2 separate regions of the Sus scrofa genome follow, and region 1 is linked to region 2. A link is a contact called in public HiChIP or PLAC-seq data. All regions are on one chromosome and are shown on one strand. The core of a region is the stretch at or near the end of the contact, and the rest is flanking DNA. Distances in the headings are between cores, read along the strand shown. Region 1 overlaps MFSD14A (hippocampus abundant transcript 1 protein). Region 2 holds the start of TRMT13 (tRNA:m(4)X modification enzyme TRM13 homolog).

Region 1 (4,125 bases), core at 824-3,323, 94 kb after region 2:
CTCCCCCCCCCCCCCCGCCAAAACTGAAGAAAAAGAGATTTTAAAGTCAGTGATAAATAAGTTAAAGGTTTACTTACCACCAAGGTGGGTGCTGTCAATAGTCCCCAAGCAAAAAACTCCAAAAAGATGACGATAACCGCATGATAAACACTAGGAGAACCTATTCCTTGAGGCTAGAAAGAGATTTTCAAAAAGTTAACAGTGCATTCCAGAATTACTAACAATAATGAAAAGAGTCAATAAATATTTATGGAGGAGTTCCTGTCATGGCGCAGCAGAAACAAATCTGACTAGGAACCATGAGGTTTCGAGTTCGATCCCTGGCCTCGCTCAGTGGGTTAAGGATCAGCGTGGATCTGGCGTTGCTGTGGCTGCAGCATAAGCCTGCAGCTACAGATCCGATTAGACCCCTAGCCTGGGAACCTCCACATGCCACAGGCGCAGCCCTAAAAAGACAAAAAAAAAAAAAATATATATATATATATTTATTTATATATGGACACACACACACACACATTTATGGAGAACATACATGTAGTGGGCACTATGCCAAACACCTGTCCCTGTCCTCAAGGTGATGGGGGGGGCATGGTACATTATATGGGCACAGTGTGCTAAGGGAGTGCCGAGTCCAGGGTGCGAATGGGAATATCAGAGCTCCAGGAGGAAGGCTGAAAGGATGGAAGGAGGTGGGCTGGGAGCGGGAAGGAGGACGGGAGAGGTCAAGGAAGCAGCCTGCAGAAGAGCGTAACCCTTCCTGAGAGCAGGAGCATTAGTTCAGAACAACTGGAGCAGGGCTGCACACTGGGAGCGTGGAAAGGTGAGCTAGAGGCACGAAGAGCTAACCTCCCTCCATGCTAAGGAGTCTAGGTTCAATTCTGAAGGCGGTAGGGAACTACTGAAGTTTGTCAAGTAAGACTCAGGTGGTCAGATGAAAGTTTTAAGAAAGATCATTCTGGCAAAGGTGTAGCAAACAGATCAAAAGGAGGCAAAACTAAGGAAGGTTTACCGTTAGGAGGCAACTGCACTAATCTCAAAACATAAATGAACCATTTGGCAAGAATCATAACAGACACCAACACGGCTCAAAAGCAGAAACATCCTGAGTAGTGTGTGAGAGAGAGGGATTTATATACACAAGGAAGACAACACAAACTTAACTCTACACTGCTACTAGAGATATCTGAAGAATCTCTGCAGTTGTTGGAGTCATGTTTCTGAGCGTCATATTAAATTGACGGAAAAGCAAATGACGTAACATTAACTCAGTCCTCATTAACAAGTTTATATAACAGACAAGTCTAATCAGTACATACAATATCATATTTAAATTTCAAAAATATATCAGTAGTCTTATGTCCAAAATATTAACAGTGTTTAGATTTCTCTAAACACTAAAAATGATGCTACATCATTTAACAAAAAAAAAGACGTCTCTCCCAAACTGCAGAATTTAGGTACCTGAAAATCCTCTTGGTAGGAGAACCTGCAGCTAAGGAATCAACAATGGTGGGGTGGGGGTTGGGAGATAAAAGATTTGAAGGACCGTGGCTGGGAATGAATCTGTGCAATATCTCATGCATTCAACAAACATTTAGAGTACCCACTATGTACCAGAGGTGCTAGGATTACAAAAACCAGTAAGACACACTCCCTGATCTCAAGGAGTTCACAGTCTAGGAAGAAACCTCATTATAATCATCTAGTTACATGTAAATGCAGGAAGAGATGTAACAAGTTAGGAAGCAGGAAAGGTTACTGCAAGAAGAGGCAGCAGTGCGCACAATCACACTGGAGAAAAAAACGGAAGCAGACAACAGCCAGGACAGTTTAAGGCTGAAAGGAAGGCAGAAGGGGTAGCCTCTAAGCTCTGTTAAGGATTTCTTATCTTCACTCTAGAGAAATAGGAAACCACTGAAGGGTTTTAATACGATGATGTGATGACATCTGCATTTTTCAATACATCACGGTGGTTTTTCTAAAGGACGTCACTGAGGAGCAAACCGCATGCAGAAGGAGGCTCTCTGAATCAGTGTAATCAGATACTGAGGGCGCGAAACAGGGAAGTGGCTCGGACGCTGGAGGGGAGGGAATGGACATAAGAAGCTGGGATTTGAAACGGACAGAACTGGCCAAGTGTGGGAGGGAGAGTCAAGAAGTCTTCCAAGTTTTTAGCTTGCTTGTCTACCAGGGAAGTTGGAAGCTTCCTAGCTCTTTTCTCCCCATGAGGCTCAAATTTACTTCAGGTCCTATCCAAGAAACAGCCTTTGAACTTAAGACATTTCTATTGTCCTTTGAGGGCTGGTTAAAATAATTAATTAGCGGTAAGTGTTACATCTTAAACCACTGGAGTGGGTGAATCAAGTGTGAAGCGAGCAGTGGGGCTAAGACGGAATCCCAAGAAACACCAACACTGAAGTACAGGTGACCCCTGAACAACACAGGGCTGAGGGGCACCAACCCTCCGCACAGCCAAAAAGCCACGTGTGACTTTTCAGTCAACCCTCCGTATGCAGGTTCACATGTGCAGATTCATCCAAGGCCAGATCGTGGAGTGCTGCAGCGGGTATTTACTGAAAAAATCCATGTGTAAGCGGACCCATTCAGTTCCAAGCTGTGCTGTTGACAGATGAACTGTAGTGGACCCCATGAAGATAAAGAAGGAACAATCAGAGAAACATGAGGAGAATCAAGAGAATACACTGGCAGAGATGGCAACGGAACAGTTTTAGGAAAGGGGGTAACGAGCAGCACCAAACAGAGCACGTGCAGTAAGATAAGGTAGAAAGGTTCATGGGATTGGGTAAGTTCCAAACTGGTTTTGTTCACCACCACAGATTCTCAGCACCTATCAGAATGCCAAGGAGAACTTGTCAGGGCCTTTAATATGCTAATTTATATAATGAATCTCCAAGAAGATGCAGCGTGTACCATTTCCCAAACTTGACCATGGACTCCTTCTGCAACACGAAAGATAGTATTTCATGACAGCTGAACTCCCTGAAAACTGTTTGGTGAGTGCTGGTAAAAAGATGATAATTAAATACAATGTGTATGAATATACACATAAAGCCAGAAGCTTAGAAGAAAAGTGTTAAAAGTGGTTACTTAGGAGTTCCCTTGGGGTGCAGTGGGTTAAGGATCTGCATTGTCACTGCAGCAGCTCGGGTCGCTGTTGTGGCGTGGGCTCCATCTCTGGCCCCGGAATTTCCACATGCCCGGGGTGTGGCCACACACACAAAAAAAAGGCTGCTTAAGTGAAGAACGCTTAATCATTCAAGGACAGCGTTGGGAAAGCTTCTTAGAAGAGTAAGATAGAGTAGGGATAGAGCAAAGGGAATGGACACAAAACGTATTTAGCAGGAGAAGAGAAAGGACTCAGTGGCTGACTAGATGCAGCAGAAGAGGACAGAGAAGATCAAAGATGAAATGATTTCAGTTTCTGCCTTGGTCAGCTCAACAGGGAGGAAAGGGAAAAGAATAAAAGATTAACTAGTTTTAGGTATACTGGTTTGAGAAAAACATGTACAGCATTAGCTGAATTTCAAGAAAACAAAGTGAGTAAAATATGCGAGAAGTAGCAAAAGATATCTTAACTAGGTAAAGCACTCATACAAAAGCACTAAGACACCATAAAAATATAAAGAATGTACACAGATAATTTTAAAAATAGGTAATAACATTCCATCCTATGGAAAAAACCAAACATTCAGAAAAAGCTCTACTACAAAAGTGTTCACAGCAGCATAATTATAGTAGGAAATATGGAAATCTAAATGCTCAATCTTCAGTTACACATCCAATAATCAGATCATGGTATATAAATAAGACAGAATAATGCGCAGCCAGAAACTTCACAGATAACCTTTAATAACATGTGAAAATGTTTATGGCAATGTTTGATTTTTTTAAAAATCAGAGCAGGATATAAAACTGTATATGTAATTAAACTATGAAGAGCAAAATAAAAACTCACCTCAGTGTTAATAGTGTTTATATTAGGCAATGATTTTAAGTGACATAAAATTGTTTTTTGTTTGTCTTTTTAGGGCCGCACCCATGGCATGTGGAGGTTCCCAAGCTAGGGGTCTAATCGGAGCTGTAGCTGCCGGCCTACACCACAGC
Region 2 (4,045 bases), core at 1,080-3,579:
ATATATCATACCTCCTAAGGTTTGTAAAAATTAAGTGAGCTATTATTAAAAAAAAAGAGCTAAGCACAGTGCTATTCATACAGTAAATGCTAAGTGTTCACTATCAGTATTAACAATTTCTTCTTCAGTTTATTTCAGTTCTGATCTGCCTCCCAGAATATCCATGAAACTATGTACATCAATTTTCATGAACAAGAGAGAATTTTCAGTATCTTTTTGAAAATACAGTACATTGTTCTTTGTTGTTGTTGTGCCCATGGCACGTGGAAGTTCTCAGGTCAGGGATCGAACCTGCGCCACAGCAGTGACCCAAGACACAGCAGTGACAATGTCAGATCCTTAACCCACTGATCCATGAGGAAACTTCCAACACTATTGCTTATTTGCTAACTTTTAAAGTCTAATCTCCTTGAAGAAGAAGACTATGCTAACCTTCGAAAGCCTAATGATAGAGTAGGAGGAAAAAAGCACTTCTAAATTTTATTATTTGGGTTTAGAAACAGAAAGTTTCTCAGTCTTGGCATTACTGATATTCTGGGCTGGATGGTTCTTTCTTGTGGGGGCCTTCCTACCCATTGTAGGATGTTAAGTTAGCTTCTCCAGCCTCTATCCACTAGACGCAAGAAACACTCTTCAGCTGTGGCAACCGAAATGTCTTCAAACATTGCCAAGTGTCTCCTGGGGGGACTAAACCACCACCATTTAAGAACCACTGGGTGAAATGAGTACAAGTGGTCTCAGCTATAGATGACACTTAAGAAAAAAAGATGGAAACATACCACTCAGTTACATAATAAATTACAGATTCAGTAGGATGCCCCAAATTGAAAACCAAATCATAATCATGGAACGTGTCTCCACTTGGTATTTTGCAACCTTTCTTTAAGGGATTAATAACATGATGTTATTCCTTTCTAGGAATACAAATCACTCTGTAAGGACCTATTTCTATTCTACTACTCTCAGCATCTGCAGTCACCTTCTGGACGTCTGGTCACGGTGAAGTGTAAGGTCTTAGAGTGAGGACAAAGGCCTCCTCCAATCATAAAGCTCATTTTTCGATCAGGGGATGTTTGCTGGTCCCCTCAAAACCAGCCAAGGCAACAGTGAGTGTACTTCAAAGAGTCCTTGTAAGTCACAAGTCACTTACATTCCAAAACAAGAATCTGCTTGTTTTAGTACACTTCACTCTACGCAAATGTCAGTCAAATCAACACATGAAGTACAGCTTTGGCTATGAGGGACAGTAGCAGATGGCAGGGCTGGAGGGGGTGTGTGTGCGCGCGCGCACGCGCATCTGTATTAGACATTGCCTAGCAGGAGAAACCATCGGACTCACAAAGAAAAGAAATGTAAATAACACCGGACATTCAGAAGACATGAAATCAGATGCTTGTCTATTTGGTTTAATTGTTCTAAAAGCTATCAAACATGCTCTTTCTATAAGCATTCTGCTCTTGCTGTTTTTAAAATTTTCTATCATATATCTCCTAAAGAAAAACACATACATAAAGATATATAGTTCGACATCACAATCATACGTTTAATGGAACAAAATCATACAGTTTCTGTTCTCAGTGTTGAGTCAATTCTTACATGTTTTTAAATCTTTCCTTCCCCTTTGCAGCAAAGTAGTTATTAGTTGCTTTCAAAAGACTGTACATCTAATTCACAAGAAGTGACTCACAATAATTCACAAGAAGTGATTATCGTTCACAAAACAATGAAAACACAATGAGTGAAACCTTGGGATCTGTCTTCTTTCTAAACCACCACTTCCCATCAGGAAGGCGGAGAGTGAGCGGAGCGCAAGAAGCGGTAGTCTGCGGTAAAACTACAATCTAGCGTTACCACGAGTTGGTATCAAGATAAACGGGTCACTGCTGGCGCTTTACTTAGTACAAGACAACACTGCACTTCACTACGGCTCATCATCGCTCCCTAGGGAGGCCAGGACTGCGTTTATCACGGGAAAAGCTGGAAACTCCAGGGGACAGAAGCAGAAATCTGTCAGAGAGGGAAAGTGCCGGACCAGGAAACTTATTTCCGACCCTCGAGAGGGTAAGGCGATACCAGACCTCCGCCGCTCCAGCGTGTTCACCACAGAACCTTTTCCCCGCTGCCACCACCATCCTGCAGAACCGCTTCTTCTTTTCCACATAGTAACCGCATCGCCCCTCTGCTGGAGAGTCAGTTCCATGCGGTGTCGGCGCAGAAGCCGCCATAATTCAGGGCTTACTTCAGGTAGCAAGCATCGATCCGGCGAAGAGAGGAAAAGTTGTTAGCGCCTCTCGGGTTCCCTTCCCTTAACAAATATGGCGGCCTCGGATCCCGCCACGCAGGAGGGTACCCGGAACGACCGCCCAGCCGTCACAAAACCGGAAGAAGCTGATGGTGGCCGGCGAGGCCCAAACCTCCTCCGTATCGTCTCTGCTTCACTTTCCCCGCCTCTTCCGCGGAAGCCGAGCGCCAAACTTAAACAGGCCCCGGAGGCCTTTCAGGCTAGTACCGCTGACCCGCCGGCCCGTTTGGGTTTTTCCGCACACCGGCCGGGGCAGGGGTTCAGCATGAGCCAGATTCTGTTCCAGCAACTCGTCCCGTTGCAGGTGAAATGTAAAGACTGCGAGGAGAGGTGAGGGCCGCGTTACTCTGTGCCCGCGGGTGGCGGTTAGGGGTCGGGCCAAGGGGGAAAGATGGCGGCTCCGGCCGGTGGGCCCCGGCCTGCGCTGGGTGTGCGGCCCATCTCCCCGGGCCGCGGAGACAGAGCTGGCTGGGACCTCGTGGTCGTTTCAAAGTCTGCCGTTGCTGGGGAGGGAAGAGTGAGGAATGGGTCGCCGACCCGCATCAGTTTTTGTGTGTGTTTTTTTTTAAGTCTTATCTCTGGATGTTGTCATGGAGATGATAGCCCATTTCTCTTTTTGACGGATAAGAAGTCTGGCTCAGAGAAATTAAGTAATTTGCGTGAGAGCTCACGAGTTCACGGCGGGCGGGCACTAGAATTCAGGCTTTGGCTCACGGCCCTTTTTCCCCCCTCTCTCCTTTGAACGCTACTGGAAGTAAATGCAAGGTTAGACTTAAAAAAAAAAAAAAAACTCTACAAATTTGTGGTGTATTGCCTCTCTTTCGTCATAGTTACTAAAAATAAATTACGTGTAATAAATTGAAAAACAATTGTTGAAAACCATATATTCATTTAGTCATTCAACAAACGTTGAACACTCTTCCTGGGCACCGGGGATACAGTGATCAGGAGAGTTCTTGTGTTGGTGGAGTTTACAGTCTGGTGAGGGTGGAAATAAAGGCCAGTATCACAGATAAATGTAAAAGTTACAACTTTGGTTAAAGAGGTGGTGCTGTTGAGGCCGAAGTAGGGAGATTTGGCAGGAGATTTCAATTTTGTCTCAAGTGCACCACTCAGTGTCAGCTGGCTCCTCTCTGAACCTTGATTTTCCTCATTAGTAAAGCTGATAAAACATGGCTACCTACATGGTTGGTTGTTAATGAGGATCAGGTGTGAAAATATATGTGAAAACTAAGTGGTGTGGAAATGTGACATTAAAAGAAATGAAGACATTGATTTGTTGAGCTGCCAGTGATGTGAAATTAGTATGTAGTTCAGAATTAGGTCCAGAATCAATTGGCAAGCCAGGGAGGAGATGGTACCAAAACCAGCAGCTGTAAATGGAGATTTGTAGACTAGTTGGTTATTCTTTTGTGCTGCCCAATATGGGAGCCACTATGTTTATTGGACATTTGAAATGGAGCTAATCGGAACCGATGTGGCATGAGTAAAATGCACGTTGGACTTTGAAAACTTACTATGAGAAAAAAGGTATGTAAAATGTTTCCATTTTTATATTGATGGAATTTATAAATCATTATCTTAACATGTATTTTGCATTTTGCATATATAGGCAATATTTTGGATATATAGGGTTAAATATTAAAATTAATTTATCCGTTTTAATTTTTTAAATGTGGCTTCTAAAAAGTTAAAGATTACATAGGTGGCTTCATTGTATCTCTGTTGGACAGCCCTGTTCTG

The links. HiChIP or PLAC-seq counts read pairs in DNA pulled down with a chosen protein or histone mark.
Region 1: an H3K27ac HiChIP or PLAC-seq map of alveolar macrophages shows a contact between it and region 2. The contact joins the enhancer-like site here to the promoter of TRMT13 in region 2. A contact is called at or near these places in 1 of 5 promoter capture datasets (fetal liver), 5 of 47 Hi-C or Micro-C datasets (brain, fetal liver, liver and 2 more) and 2 of 2 datasets of contacts at active chromatin or transcription factors (alveolar macrophages and skeletal muscle).

Annotation. Positions count from the first base shown.
Region 1 is chr4:118,077,373-118,081,497 of Sscrofa11.1, forward strand. It overlaps MFSD14A (hippocampus abundant transcript 1 protein), which reads right to left. Exons shown (of 13, transcript XM_013997351.2): 2 at 78-173. Among named protein-coding and RNA genes, the nearest start is that of MFSD14A, 11 kb to the right of the region's middle. Within about 2 kb of position 2,074, at least 18 of the 83 cell types and tissues checked have an H3K27ac peak or open chromatin away from gene starts, as enhancers often do. A contact at or near this core is called in alveolar macrophages, skeletal muscle and subcutaneous adipose tissue, where this site is marked.
Region 2 is chr4:117,983,304-117,987,348 of Sscrofa11.1, forward strand. It overlaps TRMT13 (tRNA:m(4)X modification enzyme TRM13 homolog), which reads right to left and starts at 2,330. Exons shown (of 10, transcript XR_002343574.1): 1 at 2,079-2,330. It overlaps SASS6 (spindle assembly abnormal protein 6 homolog), which reads left to right and starts at 2,296. Exons shown (of 17, transcript XM_021090148.1): 1 at 2,296-2,632. The coding sequence starts at 2,316.